Regions from separate parts of the Sus scrofa genome. Here all the other regions are linked to region 1. The links are chromatin contacts, called in public HiChIP or PLAC-seq maps. All regions are on one chromosome and are shown on one strand. Each heading gives the region's core, a stretch centred on a gene start, on an enhancer-like site or on the middle of the called end of the contact. The rest is flanking DNA. Distances are from core to core; before and after follow the strand shown. Region 1 overlaps KCNQ5 (potassium voltage-gated channel subfamily KQT member 5). Region 2 overlaps KCNQ5 (potassium voltage-gated channel subfamily KQT member 5). Region 3 overlaps KCNQ5 (potassium voltage-gated channel subfamily KQT member 5).

Region 1 (2,782 bases), core at 133-2,632:
CAGCAGGTAGGACTGTCACAAAAAGTGCAGAAGGAAAGGCAGTGAAGCTATAATATGCACACTGACTGTAAGTGGAACTGGAACATCCCAAGAGATTACAAGGCCGTTTTCTCCCGGCTGAACACTGAACCCTTTCCTCCGTCCTGCTACCCAGAAAGACCTTGAGTCTCTTCATCTTGTTTAGGAACAGGCTGGGCAGAAGATGGGCGTCACTGATCCAAATGCCTCTTAGGGAATTTCATTATATCCTATAACTTAATTATTCAAGACATAAATTAAGCTCCTCTCAGTTTTTAAAAATATTTTTTTTTTTTTTTGTAAGCTGGGTCAGAGCAAACTAATAGGACATATGTCTTTGCTGATGTACTGAAGCAAGGGCTGAGTCAGAGAACGTCTTATTTCAAAGCCACAAAAATGGGGAAAAATGCTATCTTTCTGTTTTTAAGTATCTGGAGATATCGATATCGTTTCCAGTGAGGCTAACAACATGTTAAATGTCTTTCTCGTGATTCCTAGAGGCTTAAAACCCTCTGTGAACTCTGAGGCACCTGGGTGGGGCTACGCTTTCAGCCAAGGCTGGCTCTGTGCTCTCCGACCACACTGCTGGCCCTCTGCCCTGGCATTTTGGGAAATGTGGGTCATGGGAACATAAGCTTATGTGAGCACTGATCTGCAAAAGCCGTCATGAAGGGCAGTGTGCCAATGGGGTGAGGTGCTCCCCAAAGCCCAGCTCCCTGTGGGCAAGCCTCCCACGACCAGTGGGACTGCCCAGTGCACGCACAGTCTGTGCTTGGAGGAGAAGAAGTTTAAAATACAGTCTGAGCAGGACCTGACAGAACATTGTAAATCAACTATACTTTAATAAAAATAATAATAAAATACAATCCTTTGACTCCCCCAACTGGCTCTGTCTTCTATTAATTAGCAGTGTTCAGGATCTACTTTCAAATCTTGAGCTTTGTTTCTCTTGATTTTGGAAACCCTATTCCATAGTTTTTGGAAAGAACTACTTGGACCTTACATGATAAAGAGAACATTCTGGAAACTTCTGCTATGTCCAAAGACTGTTTTTCTTTTTCCACTACAAATTTGGCTGTCAAGATGCAAGTGCTTAGGAAAAAAGGACAGGTAGTTTCTAGTTCATGTTCTTGGTCACCTGCTCTTATAGATTAGATTTCTTTTTACATTTCTTGACAAAATGATTAGAATGGTTTTCAACCTTAGCTGGCCGTTAGAATCACCTGGGGAGCATTTAAAAAAATCTCAATACCCAGGACAAGCTGGAAGGTAGGCCTCAGAGTTTTCCCAGAGGAAGCTTCCCCTAGGAATTCATATGCAGCCAAGGACCATTGACTGTAAGTGGAAAATGGTGCCTCTGTTTCTCCCAGCCAGAACCGAGGTATGTGTGTGACTCATCTGCCATAGGACTTAAACTAATTCCCCCCGTTTCCCTTCATACCACAAGTATATTTTGCACAATCTGAGACACTTGTAGGTGCTTCCCAGGACGACAGGAAATACATCATAAAAGGCAGAAAAAGAAATTCCTTACAAACTAGTGCCTTGGGAACAAGGTTTCATCACCTTTTTTGCTCAACCTTGGGGCCTCAGGTTTCTGAATTCCAGCCACTGTTTTCTATCCCTCAGCCACCTGACACCCTGCTCTTCAGGCTGTGACTCTGTTCTCTTTGAACTGTTTTTCCATCCAAGAAGCTTGCATGTTCAGAGACCAAAATAAATCAAATTGTCAAAACTGAGCAGAAAACATTTGTTTTGTCTGCGGAGGAATGGTAATGTCCTGCCGTTTGGGTCATTAGGAGGAATTATAAAGGAAACAGCTGACAGTTTTGGTCACAAAGACAGAAAAATGTTACTACCTGATATAGCTAAATTACAATGTAAAAGAAAATACCTGATTAGGAAAAAATAGAAACATAAGGAAAAGCTTAATATTTATAAAATATAAAAAGCTTATTTGAACGGATCACAATTCAAAATATAAATGTAAAAATAAATCAGTCAGGGAAGACCACCAGTAGCAAAAAAAAGAAAAAAATGATAGAAAACTTTTCAACCTAACTAGAAATTAAAAAAAAATTAAAATAATTTGAAAGTATGGACTTACATCTATTTAATAGCAAAAGAATAATAATTAATACTAACCAAACTGCGGTGAATCTGGTACACTGTGACCTTTGCTAGTGACAATCTAAGTCAGAACAAAGGTTTTTTTTTTTTTTGCTTTTTGGGACCACACCCAAGGCATATGGAGGTTCCCAGGCTAGGGGTCGAATCAAAGCTACAGCTGCTGGCCTACACCACAGCCACAGCAAAGCAGGATCTGAGCCGCATCTGTGACCTACACCACAGCTCATGGCAACACCAGATCCTTAACCCACTGAGAAAGGCCAGGGATCGAACCTGCAACCTCGTGGTTCCTAGTTGGGTTTGTTTCCACTGCGTCACAACAGGAACTCCAGAATGAAGTTTTATGGTAAGAAAAAAAATTAAAAAAATTAAAAATCAGCAATCTTTTACTTTTATACTAGGGGAGTTATCTTTGGAAAATAATTTCAAAAAGAAAACAAAGATAGTTTTGGTTTTTTTTTTTTAATTTATTTTTGTCTTTTTTTTTTTTTTTTTTTTTTTGTTATTTCTTTGGGCCGCTCCTGTGGCATATGGAGGTTCCCAGGCTAGGGGTCGAATCGGAGCTGTAGCCACTGGCCTACACCAGAGCCATAGCAACTCGGGATCCGAGCCGTGTCTGCAACCTACACCACAG
Region 2 (2,782 bases), core at 194-2,693, 220 kb after region 1:
AACATTATTTTATTTTATATTATTTTATTTTATTTTTTTTTGTCTTTTTGCTATTTCTTGGGCCGCTCCCGCGGCATATGGAGATTCCCAGGCTAGGCGTCTAATCAGAGCCGTAGCCACCAGCCTACACCAGAGCCACAGCAACACGGGATCCGAGCCGCGTCTGCAACCTGCACCACAGCTCACGGCAACGCTGGATCGTCAACCCACTGAGCAAGGGCAGGGACCGAACCCGCAACCTCATGGTTCCTAGTTGGATTCGTTAACCACTGCGCCACGACGGGAACTCCTAAACATTATTTTAAAGAAATAATGTTTTCTAAGATTTAAATACCTAAGATAGAATCTGCTATTTTCAGAGACATTTAAGGAATACTTTTTTAGGGGAATTCAGGAAAATTACTCAATATGGAAGTCATTTGATCTGTTTTTCTGATTCCATGTGATCGTTTTTTTTAGACAAGCGAAAGCAAAAAAGGTGGACCTTTTTATTTGGGAGCAAAGAATCAAATTTTATGTAATCTTTTTAAAGTAAGAGGCAAACCATCTTTGAAGGCAGACTGTATCATAACCAGCCAAGCTCTTGACCCTTTTTAATTAGAACAGACATCTCTGTAGCCTAGAAGTTCTTCCTTGTGCCTAACCTAAATACATGATGCTGACAACTCTGGCCACTTCTTACTTTGCCTTTTTGGAAAAAAAAAAAAAAAAGATCTGCATTTTTAGGCTGATTTTTTTTTTTTTTTAACTAAAAGCAAAGCCTTTATTAAGTTGTTCCTTTGGCCTCTCTTCTCTTGACTAAATAACGCCAGCTCCTTTACCTTTTTAAAATTAATAGGTTCTATTTTCTGGTTCTTATGTTATTCTTGTAACGTTCCTCCCCACATCTTTTTGTGAAAAGGCAGAGCCACAGAAAAGACAACATCCTCCAATGAGTGGGGTGAACAAGCTAGAGACAGCCAGCCAGGAGTGTTTACTTGGCCTGGGTTTTGCCTGCTTCTTTTGACCACAAGATCTGCTGAGCAGGCATGACTCCAAAAGTTCCCGCAACCACTTTGCAGGTATAGAAGTCCAAAGCTGCCCAAGTCCCTGGCTGGAGCCTGAGGGTAGAGAGTCAGCCAAGGGCTCTCCTGGGGCCACCACTGGCTGGAAAGCCACGCCTCCCCCCAACTTATGCTCATAAAACCCTCTCCTTTTTGGTAAAGAAACCAAGATTTATCCCTTAGCTCTTTAAAGCCTGGCTTCTTCTTTTATCATTGCACTGGGAGTTTTCCTCTTTTATTTTACTTTTTTAAAACTTGCTTTCACTATGCTTTATCTTTGTATTTTCACACTTAAAATAGGGGAAAAGAGAGCCCAGCGGCATGGCAGCTGTGTCTGTGGGAAACTGGGGCTTCCAAATGGGAGACCAGCTCTCTCCCCCACCTCCCTCTTTGGCACTGAAGGTTAAATTCACACACGTGACCTAGTGCCAAAAGAGAGCCCCTCTGCTGAGCCTTGACAACCCAATCCCTGAAGCACCTACTTCTGGTAATAAAACAAATGAACACATTTGCAGGCTGAAAAATTATCCTGTTTCCTTTTCCCTCACCAATAAAACGAGCCTGTGTATCCTTCCTAAGTTTTCTCTAGTACGTTTATTATTCTGTTTTATGAAGTTCCTCACTGCCACCTTCTCCAGCTTGGACTGAGTTTGTAACCTCTCTGAATGCCATCTGGACATGCCATGGTTTCTCAGTTCCAAGTCGCTATATGCCAAGTCTTTGACCTTCAAGTACAAGGACCCTGTTTAAAATGTCCAAAGGCTCTACATGAGGGCAGCTGGACTTTATGCAACTGTTAGTTGGGAAAGCACATGACAAAACGAGACTCAGATTCAGTAATGCTTTTGAATGAGTTTTTCTAATCACAACAGCATCTGGACACCTTTGAAAAACACCTATAGATATATGTGACATACTTTATATTAATTTTCCAGTGACAGCGCTTAGTGGACCCATGGACACACACACAACCCTTGTCACCACCTGTCTCCCACTGGTTCTTAAGAAACATGATGGGGAGCTCTCAATAAAGTTGACACCTATTCCTCAAATCTCATGATGATCTGGTGGCCCTGCAGATCAAGTCTAGGTCTGAATTTCTATAATTTTATTGCAGGGAATGAACTTAGAGTTCCCCAAGCTTGTTGGACATCATCAATGTTACTTATTAAAAATCAAATTGAAACCCCCCAGGGTGAGAAAAGAGAAGGTGGAAAAACACACCTGGAATTTCAGATTGCAGCTAATATCCCAAATATTTATCTACATTAAATTAAGCTTGAAGCATAGATCATGAAATAAGAATGCAGAAGTATGCATCGGATTCAGAAAAGCTTGACAGCTGGCATGCGGCTGCCAAGCTGAGGGGTTCCATGACTTGAATTTACACCCGTATGGGTATGATGATGAATCTGAGCATTCTGCATCATATAAGACTACAAACTTCTCTGATAAACTCAGTATAAAGGAAATTACTTGTTTCCTGTCCTTGGAAGTCACAAAACACTCTGAAACTAAGCCAGAGGGACCCTGGATTAACAAGGTGATGGAAAGCTCGAATTCCAAGTGGAAGTCTCTATAAACTTAGTAAACAGATCTAATCCATTCATGCTCATTATGAAAAAGTTATGCATTAATAAACCCATTAAATCTTTTTTATTTGCCTTCTATGTGCATAGCCCTATGTTGCCAGTAACCTATAATTCCCCCAAGTAATTATTTTCAGTGATGGTATTTTG
Region 3 (2,782 bases), core at 203-2,702, 190 kb after region 1:
AGATTCAGAACAAGTTGTTCTCATGATTCTTGACTACGAAGTATGGTAATGACAGGTCAGTTGAATTCGTAAGCCAGCTGGTTTTAGAAAGCTCTTGGCTGTTTGTAAAGTCAATCCATTTTTTTTCTTTTTAATCTAAGAACAATGACCTCAAGGAACCTTAACACTTTTCTTCAAATTTCTGGTATTGGTAATCAAATTTCAGTGGAGCAATTATTTTAAAATTAAGCATCTGATCATGAAATTTGACCCCAATATAGTGGAGAAAGTTGATAATTGCGTTTTAAACTGATGAGGTGCTACCTTAACTGATTTTTTTTTTGGTGTTCTGGGAAAACCCCAGCATGTTGGCACCATAACATCATATAATTGGACCCTTAGGACTTTTATGAAGTTTTTTTTTTTTTTGGACGGTTATTTATGTTTTTACTATATTTAAATAGTAAAGAAGCCAAAGTTCTAGTTAAAGCATTATACCATAAGACAAAAGCAAATTATCTCCATGTAACTTATCTATGTAACTTTCTAAGTAGACCTGTCCTCTGTGGCTGTAATGATAAATCTCATTATTTAATATGTGACAAATAAATGTGGCTATCATAGGTGGACATACTGATAAACAGAGACGTATGCCATGGGGCCTCCTTAAAAGATAAGCTGCATTTTTTGCACCTTGAAGTGCCGACAGACAGACATAATGTTTCTGGATGAGGTGTAGTTGTATCTATCAGGATTTCATATTTACAAAGAGAAACCCTTTAATCTTTTCAATGATGTTTCATTCGAGATACTTCACTGACCTTTGGATATCCCAAGACAGTACATAATAAGTTCATGACCTATTAAGTATGCAAGAAGTCTTGTATCTCAGTTATGTTTACCAGTCCCAACCCTGCCCTTCTTCTATGTAATATACTGTGTAATAAATATTATTTGATGATGACAGTTTTAGATGCTCCAAACTTTCCCACCCAACTTAGAGTCAAAAGAGTAAATTAAAAACTGCTTGGGGAGTTCCCATTGTGGTTCAGTGGAAATGAATCTGACTAGTATCTATGAGGATGTGGGTTTTATCACTGGCCTTGCTCAGTGAGTCAGGGATCTGGCATTGCTGTAGCTATGGTATAGGCCAGCAGCTAGAGCTACGATTTGACCCCTAGCCGGGGAACTTCCATATGCCAGGAGTGTGGCCCTAAAAAGCAAAACAGCAATAACAACAAAAAACTGCCTGACCTCAGATTTGCAGTGTGAAATAATGCCTATTTCATGTTCAAAGCTCTGGAGAAACAGCATGTCAAATGGGTATATTTATTAGTTTCAAAATTTCACTTTTTTCCCTCTGGACACTGTTATTATTAATTATGCTCCATGAGAACCTAGGTACAAGGCCCTGACAACTCGCTGATAGTTGCAGTTTATATTGAGGTTCAAAGGCTACTCTGGATGTTAGTCATCTGGTGATGTAGTGAAAATAGTCACTGATGGGAAAGCCAAAGAGCATAACCTAGGGACATGAAGAGTCCTGATACTTGGTCTTGGTGGAAGGCCAGCAGGCTCCAAGTCCAGAGATGGGGCATGATGACACAACTCATTGTGGGACTTGGCATAAACCTGGCTGTGCTTCATTTTCACTCAGAGAAAATGAGAGAAAGGAATCTTCCTCCCCATATGTTGTAAATGAGACACATGTATTTTAAATACTTTAAGATTTCCATATGCAAGTAGCTCTATTTATTATTATTATTTATTTATTTTTTTGTCTTTTTGCCTTTTCTAAGGCTGCACTGGCAGCACATGGAGGTTCCCAGGCTAGGAGTCTAATTGGAGCTGTAGCTGCCAGCCTACGCCACAGCCATAGCAACAAGGGATCCAAACCTCGTCCCCAACCTACACCACAGCTCAGGGCAATGACGGATCCTTAACCCACCAAGCAAGGCCAGGGATCAAACCTGCGACTTCATGTTTCCTAGCTGGATTCGTTAACCACTGAGCCACAATGGGAACTCCCAGCAAGTAGCTTTGTAGTTGAAATACAGTTAACAGCAAGATCAAGCACTTTGCCAGTCCATATTTATTTCCATTTCTCCCTGCTTTCCCAATTCAATCTAATAGATGTTTAGGCAAGGAAAAAACATGTGTGTTTAGTTTCTCAGAAGGACTAGTTAAATCCAAAGTTATGCAAAATATCTCTGGGCTTTTGATTTATTTCCACTCTTTTTACAAATGGATACAAAATGTTTCCAAATCAAGAGGTAACATTTCTATTGAAGTAAAATGGCTCATAACCTATTAAATATGCAATGTCTTGCTTTGCTTGTATCTCAGCTATGTTTTCCAGCCCAAACTGTTCTTCCAGGAATGAAAGTGTATGATATTATTTAATGGTGGTGCTGACTTTAAAAGGTATATCTATCTTGTAAAATGAATCGGAAAGGCGCTAATCTCATCTATGCCAATTACATTATTTTTATTCCTTTTAATGGATCATCAAATGACTTGTTAAAAATGGAGCACTAGGGGAGTTCCCGTTGTGGCTCAGTGGTTAACGAATCCAACTAGGAACCATGAGGTTGTGGGTTTGATCCCTGGCCTTGCTCCGTGGGTTAGGGATCTGACATTGCTGTGGCTGTGGTGGTGTAGGCCGATGGCTACAGCTTCGATTCGACCCCTAGCCTGGGAACCTCCATATGCTGCAGGGGCGGCCCTAGAAAAGACAAAAAGACAAAATAAAAAAAAAAGGAGCACTCATCTGAGAGGTGTCATTGATTTACAATTGTTGTGC

Evidence for each region. HiChIP or PLAC-seq counts read pairs in DNA pulled down with a chosen protein or histone mark.
Region 2: a contact with region 1 is called in an H3K27ac HiChIP or PLAC-seq map of skeletal muscle. The contact joins two enhancer-like sites. A contact is called at or near these places in 1 of 47 Hi-C or Micro-C datasets (retroperitoneal adipose tissue) and 1 of 2 datasets of contacts at active chromatin or transcription factors (skeletal muscle).
Region 3: an H3K27ac HiChIP or PLAC-seq map of skeletal muscle shows a contact between it and region 1. The contact joins two enhancer-like sites. A contact is called at or near these places in 3 of 47 Hi-C or Micro-C datasets (psoas muscle and skeletal muscle) and 1 of 2 datasets of contacts at active chromatin or transcription factors (skeletal muscle).

The regions. Positions count from the first base shown.
Region 1 is chr1:52,902,936-52,905,717 of Sscrofa11.1, reverse strand. The region is part of intron 11 of KCNQ5 (potassium voltage-gated channel subfamily KQT member 5); the gene reads right to left. Among named protein-coding and RNA genes, the nearest start is that of DPPA5, 83 kb to the left of the region's middle. Within about 2 kb of position 1,382, at least 20 of the 83 cell types and tissues checked have an H3K27ac peak or open chromatin away from gene starts, as enhancers often do. A contact at or near this core is called in skeletal muscle, where this site is marked.
Region 2 is chr1:52,687,417-52,690,198 of Sscrofa11.1, reverse strand. All of the region lies in intron 1 of KCNQ5 (potassium voltage-gated channel subfamily KQT member 5), which reads right to left. Among named protein-coding and RNA genes, the nearest start is that of KCNQ5, 250 kb to the right of the region's middle. Within about 2 kb of position 1,443, at least 3 of the 83 cell types and tissues checked have an H3K27ac peak or open chromatin away from gene starts, as enhancers often do. A contact at or near this core is called in skeletal muscle, where this site is marked.
Region 3 is chr1:52,716,766-52,719,547 of Sscrofa11.1, reverse strand. All of the region lies in intron 1 of KCNQ5 (potassium voltage-gated channel subfamily KQT member 5), which reads right to left. Among named protein-coding and RNA genes, the nearest start is that of DPPA5, 270 kb to the left of the region's middle. Within about 2 kb of position 1,452, at least 3 of the 83 cell types and tissues checked have an H3K27ac peak or open chromatin away from gene starts, as enhancers often do. A contact at or near this core is called in skeletal muscle, where this site is marked.